Linked DNA regions of Mus musculus: all the other regions are linked to region 1. The links are chromatin contacts, called in public promoter capture Hi-C maps. All regions are on one chromosome and are shown on one strand. Each heading gives the region's core, a stretch centred on a gene start, on an enhancer-like site or on the middle of the called end of the contact. The rest is flanking DNA. Distances are from core to core; before and after follow the strand shown.

Region 1 (4,211 bases), core at 595-3,094:
CTGAGGATCCTGCACCTATTCCCTATGAATTTGGAGCCATTAGAATTGGGCAGAACCTGGGCAAATACCATTTTGAAAAGTGCTTTTACAATAGTGAGTGTATTGATTATTCTAGATAATCGTTGTATAATAAAGCTTAAGAAATTGGTATTCAGCAGCTATTACTGATGTCTGTTGTGTGCTATCAGTATACAGGAAATCATTTCAGCTAAAGTGGGCCATAAGAAGAGTATGCTCAACTGTCATTTTCAAGTTTATTTTGAACTGATGTGAGTCAAACCATTGCTTTCCCAATTATAAGATTACAGCAATACTCTGTCATTAGAAATTTATGTTATTCTAATTATATAAATTGGTATATACTTTTTGGAGCAGCTTGTTAGAATCTTAGGTTAAGAAGGATTTTCAGTAGCATCTACGTGTCCTCTAGTGCAGAACTAGGTTATGTGATAAGCCTGAAATACAAGGCACGATGCTTTAGGTATCACCAAATGACTTCCAGGGAGGTATGCTGAGTGCACTGGGAAAGCAGCACAGCACTTCTGTGCTTTAAAAACCACTAGGGAACTTCAAACTACTTGAAACAAGTCAACTCCTGAGTTATGCTTTAAGTATAGATTTCCATATTTTAATTCTATTAATTATTCTATACAATTTCCCACCATTCTCCTAAAAAAAAAAAAAGGAACGAAAATCTAAATTGTTGGAGGCATTATGAAAAAAGGTCTCATAGTTTGGGCCTGTGATAAAATATCATTTTTACTTCAAAATCCCATCCAAAAATTGGCCTAAGAAATAAAAGATACACATTTCACCACAGTTTGGAAAGTCGCCTAATACTATGGACGCATCTCTGTCTCTTCTGGGCTCAGGGCGTCTCCTGTGCTAGCCAAGCACACTAGGACTATGTCTTCACTCCAATTTCTTTTGAAATTACATGTATTTAGGAAGTAGTGCAAAATAGATCCCATTGCACCTTTGCTAGGAGGTGCAGAACATCTCTGTCTACGCTGTCCTTGCAAACTCTTACAGGCTGTGCAACAATTCAACAGCCCTCATCCTCAAATTCCTTGAAATAAGGGCTTAAGTATGAAGCCAGAGACCTGGGTTCAAATGGAACACCTGTCATTCTTTTCACTTGGGGCCTATCACTTTGTCGCCATGAAAAGTCGGTTACCTTCTGTAACAGGAAACTAACCGACATCATGGAGTTCTGGTGAGGCTTAGGGAAACATGAATCAGTGAGCAAGGGCTCTTAATCCATAAAGCACTTCCTCTAGCCTTTCCTGGGAAGAATTCCCGGGACTAGAGCCACCTTGCAGCACCAGCACAAGGAGGCCCAAAGGGGTGGAGGAAGCAGAGAGAAGACGGGTTTCCCAGGCCCTGATCGCAAACGGGCGGGGCTCGCCCACGCCTGCCTGCCTATGTAACCCAAATTCTGGCCTTCCCTACAACCTCTCGGCCCTTGCAGACCCTGACGACTGCCCCCAAGCGCTTTTGCTCACTAAGGCCAGAGCGACGATCTGCCCACCCTAAGGATCTCAGGGGCGGGGGAGGGGCGGGGAGAGCGAGAAGCCTAAGGGCAAGAAGGATCCAGGCCGCACGGAGCAGACCCAGGCTAAAGAGAAGCTGCATCTTAACTCTCCCAGAACTAAGAGACCACCCCGCAGTGTCCCCACAGCCAGTCAGAGAGAGCTGAGGGGCTTTTCCTGGCGCCAGAGGGGCGGTACCTCATCGCAGGGCCGTTGGTACCCCTCCATGGTGGCTTTCTGAGTCCTGGGGGCGGAGCAAGCCTTCTGTCCAGGTCCTCAGCTGCGCACTGGCCTCTGGGGAGGCCCCGCCTCCACTCCAGACCCAGGGCGTTTACGCAGGCCCTGCTTTTCTGACGCAAACAGCAGGGAGGGCGGGGTTAAAAGAGCAGGGAGGGCGGGGTTAAAGGACAGGGAGGAGGGGCTCTGTTTGAGTTGAGCCCTTTAGCGGGGCTAAGGGTACCCCTGCTAGGTTTTAAGTGCACTTAAGACCAGGCTAGTCTTCTGAAAATAAGGGACACACGTTAAGACCTCAAAGAGCTTCCATGGGGAAAGTTAGCTAGCACAGGTGATTTTGGGCTTCCTGCAGTGGCCATGTGCACAAAATTCGTTCATCCACAGTTATCCAGCAAGCGAGTGTAGCAGCTGAGCAAGGAACTTCGATTTCTCTCCGTACTAGTTACTGACTTTGAAAAATATACACCCGCCCCCCCCACACACACACACACAAGATTCAGTTTTCCCATAACATAAATCCCTCTATTTGGAGACTCGTTATAAGGATCAAATAAGATACAGTACACACAACTCCTAAAGTTGATGTCCCTCTTCAACTTGTAGTAACTACCTATATTCCTACAGCTTCAAAGCCACCACCACCTCTCCTGTATTAGCTCTAACCACATGTACAAAATGTTTTTTGCCATGCAAGGTAGGGCATTGCCGTGTACTGGGATTCAAATGTGGATATGTCTGGTGATGGTGGTGGGGATATTCAGCCCAACACAATGACTTCTATTTTGTTCCCCACTATCAAAGTCAGAAGGTTCCTTAGTTTTCTAATCCCTTTCTATTACTTTAAAAGTAGAACAGGAATTAAGAGACATGAAGTAACTTGAAGCCTATATAGACAGTAACTAAATCCTCAGGTCCCCCAATTCACCACTCTCAATTTGTGACTATTGAATCAACCTTGATACTGTGATTTTTGCAGTACTGGCTCTTCTATTATGGGTCATTGCAAAAAGCAAAGTGATTGGGGCTGGGGAGATGGCTAAGAAGTTAGCACTCACTACTCTTGCAGAGGACCTAGGTTTGGTACTCAGTACCCATGTATTGCCTATAGGCTGTCTGTATCTCTGGTTCAAGGGGGCCCAACCCCTTTTTCTGGCCTCTTCAGGCTCTAAGCACATATGATGCACATACATTCAAGGAAACACTCCATACATTCCATACGCAAACTTCAATGATCTTTCAACTGGAAAAATACCAAATAGTTTTGAGAATTTACTTTAAATCATTGTAATTTTATTAATATGTTCCTTTGGCTACAAGTAACAAAAGACCCAAGTAGGAGGAACTGAAATAATGATGTTTATGTTTTGTTTTATAACCAGGAATGTGAGAGTCAATTTATATTCCTGATTGATTTAGTTGCTCAAAACCTTTTTAGGGTATGTGTGCTTTCTGTCTTTAGACGGTATTGTCTTCATCACATCAGCAATATCTGTCTAGTCTCCAGGAGTCTTTTCCTCAGGCACAATTTGTCATGTCTTACCCATATGATTTTTCCCTTTTACAGAACAGACCGGAAAAAAAACCTATAGTTAGTGTTTTACCTTTATTGCAAATAGTGAATTCTATCAAAAAGTAGATAGTGGATGGGGATATGGCTTAATATATAGTCTCAGTGGTGAGGAACCAGAGATAGTAGGATCCCTGAAGCTTGCTAGTCAGCCAGTCTAACATAAATGGTGATTGCCAGTCTCATGAGAGCAATTGAGGAAGACACCAATATTGATCTCTGGCCTTCACTGGGGTGTTTGGCTGCATAGTCTGTGGCAATCGAGGGAGGATTATGAGCTAAGTGTAGCATAACTTTATTTAAACTATATGTTTGTGTGTTTCAGGAAACTATAGGAAAACATAATGTAAGCTTACTTACATGTGTGTTCATGTTTATAGAACCCATCCTTAACTTTATTTATATGGTTGTGAAGGAAAAATGATGCAGAAAAGGTGTTTGTCTTAGTCAGGGTTTCTATTCCTACACAAACATCAAGACCAAGAAGGAAGTTGGGGAGGAAAGGGTTTGTTCAGCTTACATTTTCCACATTGCTGTTCATCACCAAAGGAAGTCAGGACTGGAACTCAAGCAGGTTAGGAAGCAGGAGCTGATGCAGAAGCCATGGAGGGATGTTCTTTACTGGCTTGCTTCCACTGGCTTGCTCAGCCTGCTCTCTTATAGAACCCAAGACTCCCCCTTGATCACTAATTAAGAAAATGCCTTATAGCTGGATCTCATGGAGGCATTTCCCCAACTGAAGCTCCTTTCTCTGTGATAACTCCAGCTGTGTCAAGTTGACACAAAACCAGCCAGTACAGTGTTAAAATAAATTAGCCAAACATTTCTAATAAAATCTTTAAACTGTTTAAGCGAAGCCCATGATTTTGCTTTTTTAA
Region 2 (4,211 bases), core at 1,057-3,556, 220 kb after region 1:
ATCTATCTCCTGTAGTTTCTGTGCCCAGGCTCACCATTTTCCTTCTTCCATTCGGTGTTTCTCTAGGATCTTCATTAAGATTCCATCTTACTAAATTATCATCACAGTCCATTCCTGACTTCTGGAGTAAATATCCTGACTTTCTCCATAAAGTTTGGACTACTTACAATCTCTTTGGTCATCATTTCTACACCAACCCAGGTACTAATTATATTAGCCTATTATGCATATATTAATTCATATGTGGGCAAAGGGATCCTATTGTTAAGCACCACCCATCCAATTTTGTTTCTGTTCAATTCTTTAAAGCTTTCTGTTACTTTCATGGTTTGCTTCTCTTCCATTCTCCATTTTCACATGTGTTTACTTATTCGGGGTTTGAGGTGGAGGGGTTCGTGGGTCATGTACATGTACAGGTCAGCTCACTGGAGTCAGTTCACCCCTTCCACTATGGAGTCCTGGGGACCAAACTCACATTGCCAGGCTTGGTAGCAAGCACTTTACCCACTGCTTCCTTTTGTCAGCCCTCTCTTCATTTATTTGGCCACAGGACAAACTCAGAGATTTGGAGAGGGTAGACTTCTATCTTCAGCTCAAGACATGCATAACTTAATATAACTCAAGCATTTTTCAACCCCTTGAGTATTAAAAAAATACACTCTGTAAAATATATGTGGAGAACATACTAGTCTGACATTTTAAGCGTAAAGTATGTTGTAAGTGAACACCAATTAGAAAGATGATCTATTCAGTCACAGAATTTCCAATTTATGTATTTTTTCTATTTCAGTTTAAAGCCAGATGAGACACAAAAGGATGGAAAAGCAAGTTTATTTGGGGAGACAGCAGCTGACACTGATAGAAAATTCTAAGCATTACATTTTCTGTAGGGTCTCCCTTGCCCTTGCTGCTTCCTCTTAATTTCTTCTCCTTCCCCTTCCCCTTCCCCTTCCCCTTCCCCTTCCCCTTCCCCTTCCCCTTCCCCTTCCCCTTCCCCTTCCCCTTCCCCTTCCCCTTCCCCTTCCCCTTCCCCTTCCCCTTCCCCTTCCTTCCCCTTCCCCTTCCCCTTCCTCTTCCCCTTCCCTTCCCTTCCCTTCCCCTCCTCCTCCTCCTCCTCCTCCTCCTCCTCCTCCTCCTCCTCCTCCTCCTCTTCTTCTTCTTCTTCTTCTTCTTCTTCTTCTTCTTCTTCTCCTTATCTAATGGCCTTTGCAGATTGGCAAAAGGCCTTGAATAAATCCAGTCTGAAAGGACCTGGGACATTAGCTCAAATGGAGCTACTTTGTGGTCTATAAGACCCACTTCAGTTTGGAGTTCTGGTTGGTGTACACTGAATACAACACAAACTCTTTGAAGAGTTAAAGAGGCTCTGGAAGAGATCCTATCCTTTTGAATCAACTAACATTTTTTTTAAAGGTTGGTTTGACCTCGTGGGTAGACTTTCTCATAGCAGCCTTTCAATAGATCGTTATGACTAAAAGCCTGACAAGAGCCAAGGAAACTGCCTAGCTTGTTGTTCATAGGTGTGAAGGAGACCTGAGGGACAGTATCTCAGGAAGATAGCAATGCCCAAATCTGGCAAACAACTGTAAGAATTACCATTCTTATGTGGTTATACTCTGAGAATCCAAGTATAAAACTAAAGCTAAGGATGTGATGGAGGGCCAGGTGAGCTTATGCTGTCAAGAGGAATAGTCTAGGTCCATTTGGTGTTTAGTATGCTTGTTCTTTCTATTTGAAAGGGATGTGTTCTAACACGTACAGTAATTATCTAGAACTGGGACTTGTATTAAGTGTGTGTGTGTGTGTGCAGCACACATGTGCATGCACACACACAAACATGTACAAATCCCAGTCTGTGTATTTTTATTAATTTGAAAGTTGTGTTTGAGCTAGGTACACTGATATTTCAAAAATTAAATAGTTGAACAAGTGCTATGTGTGGTATGACCTAATTAATTTTTCTCTGCTTTGTCCACCTTTTCAGTTTTTTCTACATTCTGGGCCCGGAGGAATTGAGTCCTGTTCTGAAGCTTTTTGAGAGCTCAAAGTTCAGCATCATTAGTGAATCTTAGCTGCTGACTGTCTACACAGCAAATGCTTTAGAGAATTTTTCTGTTGAAATAATAATGATTTTCATAGACTGCAATCTCAGTTGAATATGTTTTCTCTGTAATGTGAATGAATACCCAGCACTTGTCAACAAAACTGCAGAGTCCTTGAAAGAAAACCCTTTAAATTGAACATCTTGGACACTAGGTTGAGCAGGAGAAACCTTAACAACAGTAAATATTCGTTCACTTTCTGGAAGATTCAACCACTGCTACACAGAGCTGCTGCTGAAGTACCATGTCTAAGAACTCGGAGTTCATCAATCTGTCATTTTTATTAGATCATGAGAAGGAAATGATACTGGGAGTCCTAAAGAGAGATGAATATTTGAAAAAGGTGGAAGACAAGAGGATAAGGTGATGTGAATTTTTTCTTTTGCCTTTATTCAACTGCTTTCTATTTGTTTTCAGTAATTTTGATGTGGAATTTGATAGTCTCATTGGAGACAGATATTGATCAGGGACTTTATGGCTTTCCTGATGTAGCCCAAATATTTGAAAATATCTTTGGCTCTGTGCCATCTAGCTAAAGAGGATGGAGATCAGCTGATAATAGGATGCTGGTGATATGAAGGCACCCATTTTCCAACAGCAAACCTAGTAGCTAAGAAGAAAGACTGCCCATTTTTGAGTACCAACTCTGGAATGGCCTGTATGATATTTAAGCAACTTGCTGTGGTTTTAGTTATGTTTACATCACTGTAACTATACAAGCAAGTAAATGGATATTAACTTGGTTTCTAGTTTAGAGAATATCATCCATCATGGTGAGGAAAGGATTATGGGCTGGAGCCCTTTCTGTCCATGGTGGTAGGAACATAGGTGGTTGTAGGGTTAGGGAGCACAGCCTGGTCTCCAGTGTGCACCACCCCTGCCTGGCTCAAATATTTTTAATTTTATCATCTCTGGTAATTTTGTTCCACTTAGAGAAGAACTGGATACCACTACACCCAATTTTCCTGATTTAGATTTGTCATCAATAAGACAATAATGATAACGTTGCTCCCCTTAGCACTGATGCAAAGATTAAGGAAGCTTATAAATATGCTTGGGAAATCGGCTCCTCCCGAATTCTAGAGCATGTTCAATTCTAGAACATGGGGTGGTCTCATGAGCTTTCTCCTCTAGAAAATGTTAACTGTTAAATGTATACATTCTCAGGAATGAGCAGGACTTGGTGAACCCCTCCCCACCTCCATGACAGAAAATGAATGGTTCCAATCTAGTGCAGGTCTCTTATTGATAAGCCAAGTTCTCCTCAGTTGGTGATTGAATAAGTGTCCATGCAATGCCTAGAAACAGTCTATAACAGGTGCATTTTAAAAACCTATAGCTGTTTGGGTGACCCTGCTGAGAACACACTCATGGCCTTACTACTCCCCATCAGGAAAATGGAACAGAACAGAATATATTTCTCTAGCCTGGCATTGAATGGCAGTTCTGACCTGTTAGCTGTATGCCATTATCCAAAGTTACTATGACTTTTATCAAACATTTAAAGGAGGACAGAAAGTTTTTTAAGTTGATCTCTGCATGGAGACTGAAACTCTAAAGCACAAATTTATTGTTTTGTTCCACATGCCTAGTTCCACTGGAATGGGCCACTAAGTAAGCCCTGACCTTAGTACACTAATAACTCATACATCCCAGCCAAGAAACTGCCTTCCATCTTTTAGTTTGCCTGTAAGTAGTTCATTCGTTTATTTCAGTCCTGCAGGCAGAAAGATTAGAGAAAAGCAAATAAGACAAACATTTGGTTCAAATGAATTAAATGTGATTTCAGGAATAATACATTCCACCTGGAAGCCAAGGAGGCCAATGAGTGCAAAGAATAACATTCTTTTAATACTCTATAAAATTTTAATCTGCAAAGCTATTTTTTCTCCAAATTTTATCACTTTAGCACTAAGAATGAAATAAGTTTGACCTCAAAAGTCTGCAGACTCACCGCCTCTGTAGAAATTCCAGAGAATTATTGGACTGGACATGTAGATTGGTAAACATTTTATTCTGATCTTAATAGAATTGCCACAAAGCTTCTTAATACATTAACAGAAACCCCAACATGAGGTAGTCTGGAGAGATGGTTCAGGGGTTAAGAAG
Region 3 (4,211 bases), core at 850-3,349, 150 kb after region 1:
GTGTCTACAAATATATTTTATATATTTGTGTATTTGATCAATATAAATTGATCATATTCAACCCTCCTCCTGTGTTCCCTCTTCCCTGAGAGTTCATGCCATTTTATTATTTTTAAACCTACTGAGAATAGTTATTGCTGCCGATGTGTGCTTGGGTATTGAGATACCTACTGGAGGATGGTAAACCTACGAGAGTCTATAGCACTGAAGAAAAAAAATGATTCTTCTTTCTCCACATCTATTAGCTGCTTATAGCTCTTCAGTTAGGAGTGTGGCCTTATGAGACACTCCCCTATCCATACTGGAATGTTGGGACATTTAATATGAATAGTTAACATAAATAAAACCTCTTCTATTTATTTATAAATTCCCAGCCTCAGGAAATTCATTATAGTTACCAAAAGAAAACTAATACACGCACTTTTTCAAGGGAAAATGCCATGTTAAATATGCTTACATTTATCATATTAAATGTCCCTATACATACTGGAATGTTGACTGGACAGGAATGTTGACTAGCTTGATCAGTCAACATTTTTTTAACTTCCCTTGGCCTTAGAATGGCAGAGCCATCATAGATGCTCCATAATTTACTTGTGGATTGATATTTTCCATGGTGGAACTGACATGCTTCAGCCTTGTATAATTTAGAACCTTACATATGAAAAGCAACCTTGTATTTCAAATGGTTAGATATTTTAAAATTCAAGTTGCATTCCTTGTAGGATAGGGTGATACATGGGAATTCAAGAGCAGCTTCAGTTACATAGTGAATTCAAATGCCAGCTTGAGCTACATGAAACCATGTTTAAAAAAGTGAACAAAAAATTACATAAGAATTTTCACATGCGAAGACACCAGAGTTGTCCCTCTACAGCTGACTGCTAGCCTGCTTTACTTCACTAACTGAAACTCCAGGCATTGCCAAAATAACTAAAGAATACTTGATAGAGAATTATAGAGTAAATATCTCTGGTTGAACTTCAGCTTGGGAAAATTCAGCCATTTAAATGTTATCAGAAAAGACAGCATGAGTCAGAGTACATATCTTATTGTCATAGGTGACTAATGCTTCACAGGTATGTGATGGTTTGGTGATTTCAATGACAAAAAATGCCTTTGCTCCCATTTCTGTGTTTGAATTAATTTCTTAAAGTCCTTGACTTTGGCAAGAACCTCCTTGATTATATAACTGCTGCTATAATGAAAACAACTTCTGGAATGTCCTTTGCTTTTTTGTGGTTAATTTTGAAATAGAAAATGTAAGTGTTTTGAGTCAAAGATCATCTAAATCTTTTGAGGGAAAACAAACCTTTCCAATGAAAATCTCCTGGATCATTTCACCATTGCACAAAAGTTACTGAGTTTTCAACAAAATCTTAGCATTAGGCATTAGAAGGTGAACATACCGTGTCAGCCCATTCTAAATGATTTTTCAACATTTAAAAATTTTGAACTCAATTCAAAATTGCTTGGGATTGATGCCAGAATGCTTTGTTTTGCTATTATTGTTTGAGACAGGGTGTCATTTTATAGGCTAGGGTGGCCTCAAACTTGGAGCAATCCTCCTGCCTCTGCCTCTGCCTCTGCCTCCTAAGTGGGGCTTATACGAATGACCTTCTACACCTGGATATTTTGATTATCAACTGTAGGAACTGAAGAACAAGGTAATATATAATAAACATTTTGTATGAACTAGATGGTTTGCATGCATTATATTGTTTAATTCTTATGACATTTGTGAAAAAAGGAACACTATGCAAATTATACAGATAAGAAAGCTTAAACTAAGAAACATTAAAGAATTTAAAGTTACAGATTTGGCAGGCATAGGGTTGCAACAAAGAGATGTCTGACCTCAGCTTCTGGGCCCTCAATCGTCAACCACAACAGATTCTGACTCATGGGTCTCCTTTCATTCAAGTTCTGTTTTCTCCACAGTGAAAAAATTTCATAATAAGAAGAAAAAAGTAAAAAAAAAAAAAACCATAAAAATACTCAAAACAAAGAAAAAGCCATAAAAGTGGATTGGGGCAAGTGTAGTGGCTGAGTAATATAAAAATGAGTCAGTGGAATGAATGCTATCTTATACCATATGTTATTTGGAAATAATATCTGACAGAGTCTGTGCTAGATTGTGAAATGGAACAATGAATAGGCTCAGAACACTGGGATTTAAGTTAGCATCATATTCATTTTCTGTTCCATGGCATATGGCTGGCTGGTCAGCTCTTTTAAGTGCTCCAGTCACATGAAATGTATATGAAAATTGAAATAGTCTTTCTTATTTTTGAACAATTGTCATGGTAAGAAATAATTTCGGACATGAAATCAACATGAAATAATTGAGTGTTCTGCTTACACATTCTAGTTATGTCCTACTTATTGTGTCCCTGGAGCAATGTAGAATTCACTAATTCATTAGATGAGCCAAGTGTTTTGGTTCACGTCTATTATGTGAGTTAGAGATAATTTGTGACCTGTAAGGAAAGAGAACTGATACTTGAGGGATTTGGAGGGTTGGAAAAGTTTTTATGATTGTTGTTGTATTTTCACTTTGCTTAAACCAGAAGACTGCTAATCTGCTTTCAAGTGATAACACATACCATATTTCAGAGACTGAATTGAAGTGGAATCCTTGAGGAATTTTTTTAATTTTATTTTATTTTTATTAGGTATTTTCCTCATTTACATTTTCAATGCTATCCCAAAAGTCCGCGAGGAATTTTTTTTCTCCAGAGTCATGGCCAACACTCTGGGACAATTCTCAGTATCCACATTATTTGGATACTAGTGGGAACTTACAATTCAGACCTTGTTGTCTGATGTGCACAAAACATGAACAAATGTCTTAGTGATTTTTTTCTATGTGTATGGAATTCTGTAGAAGCAATGAAAAGAACATGAACCACATGTGTTAGATACATGCGTAGAGTTCCTGTATTTTCAAGGCTGAGCAGTTTTACAAGTTCAAGTCGAGACTTAACTACATAGTGAGTTGCAGAGAAGCCTGGACTAGAGAGTAAAATAACAACAAGCCAAACCTGGTAGTGAAGGCTTGTAATTCCATCTGTAGTGCTAAGACAGAGAGGTCTCAAGCTCAAGGTTGTCATGGTCAACAGAGGGATTTGAAGGCTGGCCTTCCCAACTTAAACAGACCTCGTCTCAACGTAAAAATAAATAAAATGGTCTGTGGATTTAGCACAGTGTAAGAGTATTATTGACATGTTATAGCTTCTTTTTATCGCTGCATCAAAACACTTGAGCAAAAGCAACTTAGGAGAAGAACAAATTTATTTCATTTACAGGTTGCATTCCACCACTGAGGGAAGACAGAACAGCAATATCAAGCAGAAACCATGGAAGAAAACTGCTTGCAGTATTTCTCATGGGCCTCTGCTTTCTTGTACACTCGAGGACCATTTTACATGAGGGAGGCCTTAGATTCAATTTCTATTGTCTGTTTGTCTGCTGGCACCTCGCTGTCTCTTTGTTTCTCTCTCTCTCTCTCTCTCTCTCTCTCTCTCTCTCTCTCTCTCACACACACACACACACACACACAGGAATTAAGAGGTCAGCTGCTACAGATTTTATGTGAAAGCTTTATCATAGCTAGTGGTAAATTTATTTGTGTCTTTGTTTGTGCACCACATTTGTGCTTAGTGGCCTTGTAGGCCAGAGAGATTGTGGGCCACCATCTGGATCTGAGAATCAAACTCCACTCCTCTGCAAGAAGTGTGATTGCTATTAACTGATGAGCCATGGCCCCAGGAAGCTAATTTTAAAGGAGGGAGACAGAGTTCACTATGTGAAGATGGAAACACAATGAGGCTAAGGCATGTCCTGGGGAAAGAACACTATAATATTAGCCTAGAGGCCTGAGAAAATATGACATACTTGAGCAACCTCAAAAAAAATCAGTATATTATGTGAGTGTTTTATTTTCATTTTTAAACTGTTTATATACAGCATAGGATGTCCACTAAAAAGATACAGTTTCATAGTTTTGACACATGTATCCCAACCCCCAAACCCCAACCCCTAAAAGTAACTTTTATTTGCCTGATGTAATGTCATCTCAGAAACCCACTGCTGAGTAAGCTCACCATTTCTAGTTCTTTCTGAACTCTGGCTTACTGGTCAACTCAGCTGTTTTGGCTCAAAGTCCTTTCCAAGCAGACCAATTCTATCTGGCTTCTCTCTCAGCCTCT

Evidence for each region. Promoter capture Hi-C pulls out the DNA fragments that hold promoters and counts their contacts.
Region 2: a contact with region 1 is called in a promoter capture Hi-C map of the 3T3-L1 cell line, with 2.0 times the contacts expected there. The contact joins the promoter of Sytl5 here to the promoter of Dynlt3 in region 1. A contact is called at or near these places in 2 of 39 promoter capture datasets (the 3T3-L1 cell line and the HPC-7 cell line) and 1 of 9 other capture datasets (pancreatic islet).
Region 3: a promoter capture Hi-C map of the 3T3-L1 cell line shows a contact between it and region 1, with 2.7 times the contacts expected there. The contact joins the enhancer-like site here to the promoter of Dynlt3 in region 1. A contact is called at or near these places in 3 of 39 promoter capture datasets (the 3T3-L1 cell line and 3T3-L1-derived adipocytes), 1 of 484 Hi-C or Micro-C datasets (adipose-derived mesenchymal stem cells) and 3 of 9 other capture datasets (adipose tissue, embryonic tail and pancreatic islet).

The regions. Positions count from the first base shown.
Region 1 is chrX:9,661,139-9,665,349 of GRCm38.p6, forward strand. It overlaps Dynlt3 (dynein light chain Tctex-type 3), which reads right to left and starts at 1,845. Exons shown (of 5, transcript NM_025975.5): 1 at 1,731-1,845. The coding sequence starts at 1,760.
Region 2 is chrX:9,883,315-9,887,525 of GRCm38.p6, forward strand. It overlaps Sytl5 (synaptotagmin-like 5), which reads left to right and starts at 2,307. Exons shown (of 17, transcript NM_177704.3): 1 at 2,307-2,465. The coding sequence starts at 2,347.
Region 3 is chrX:9,808,387-9,812,597 of GRCm38.p6, forward strand. It overlaps a transcript of Sytl5 not described here. Among named protein-coding and RNA genes, the nearest start is that of H2ap, 36 kb to the right of the region's middle. Within about 2 kb of position 2,100, at least 8 of the 459 cell types and tissues checked have an H3K27ac peak or open chromatin away from gene starts, as enhancers often do.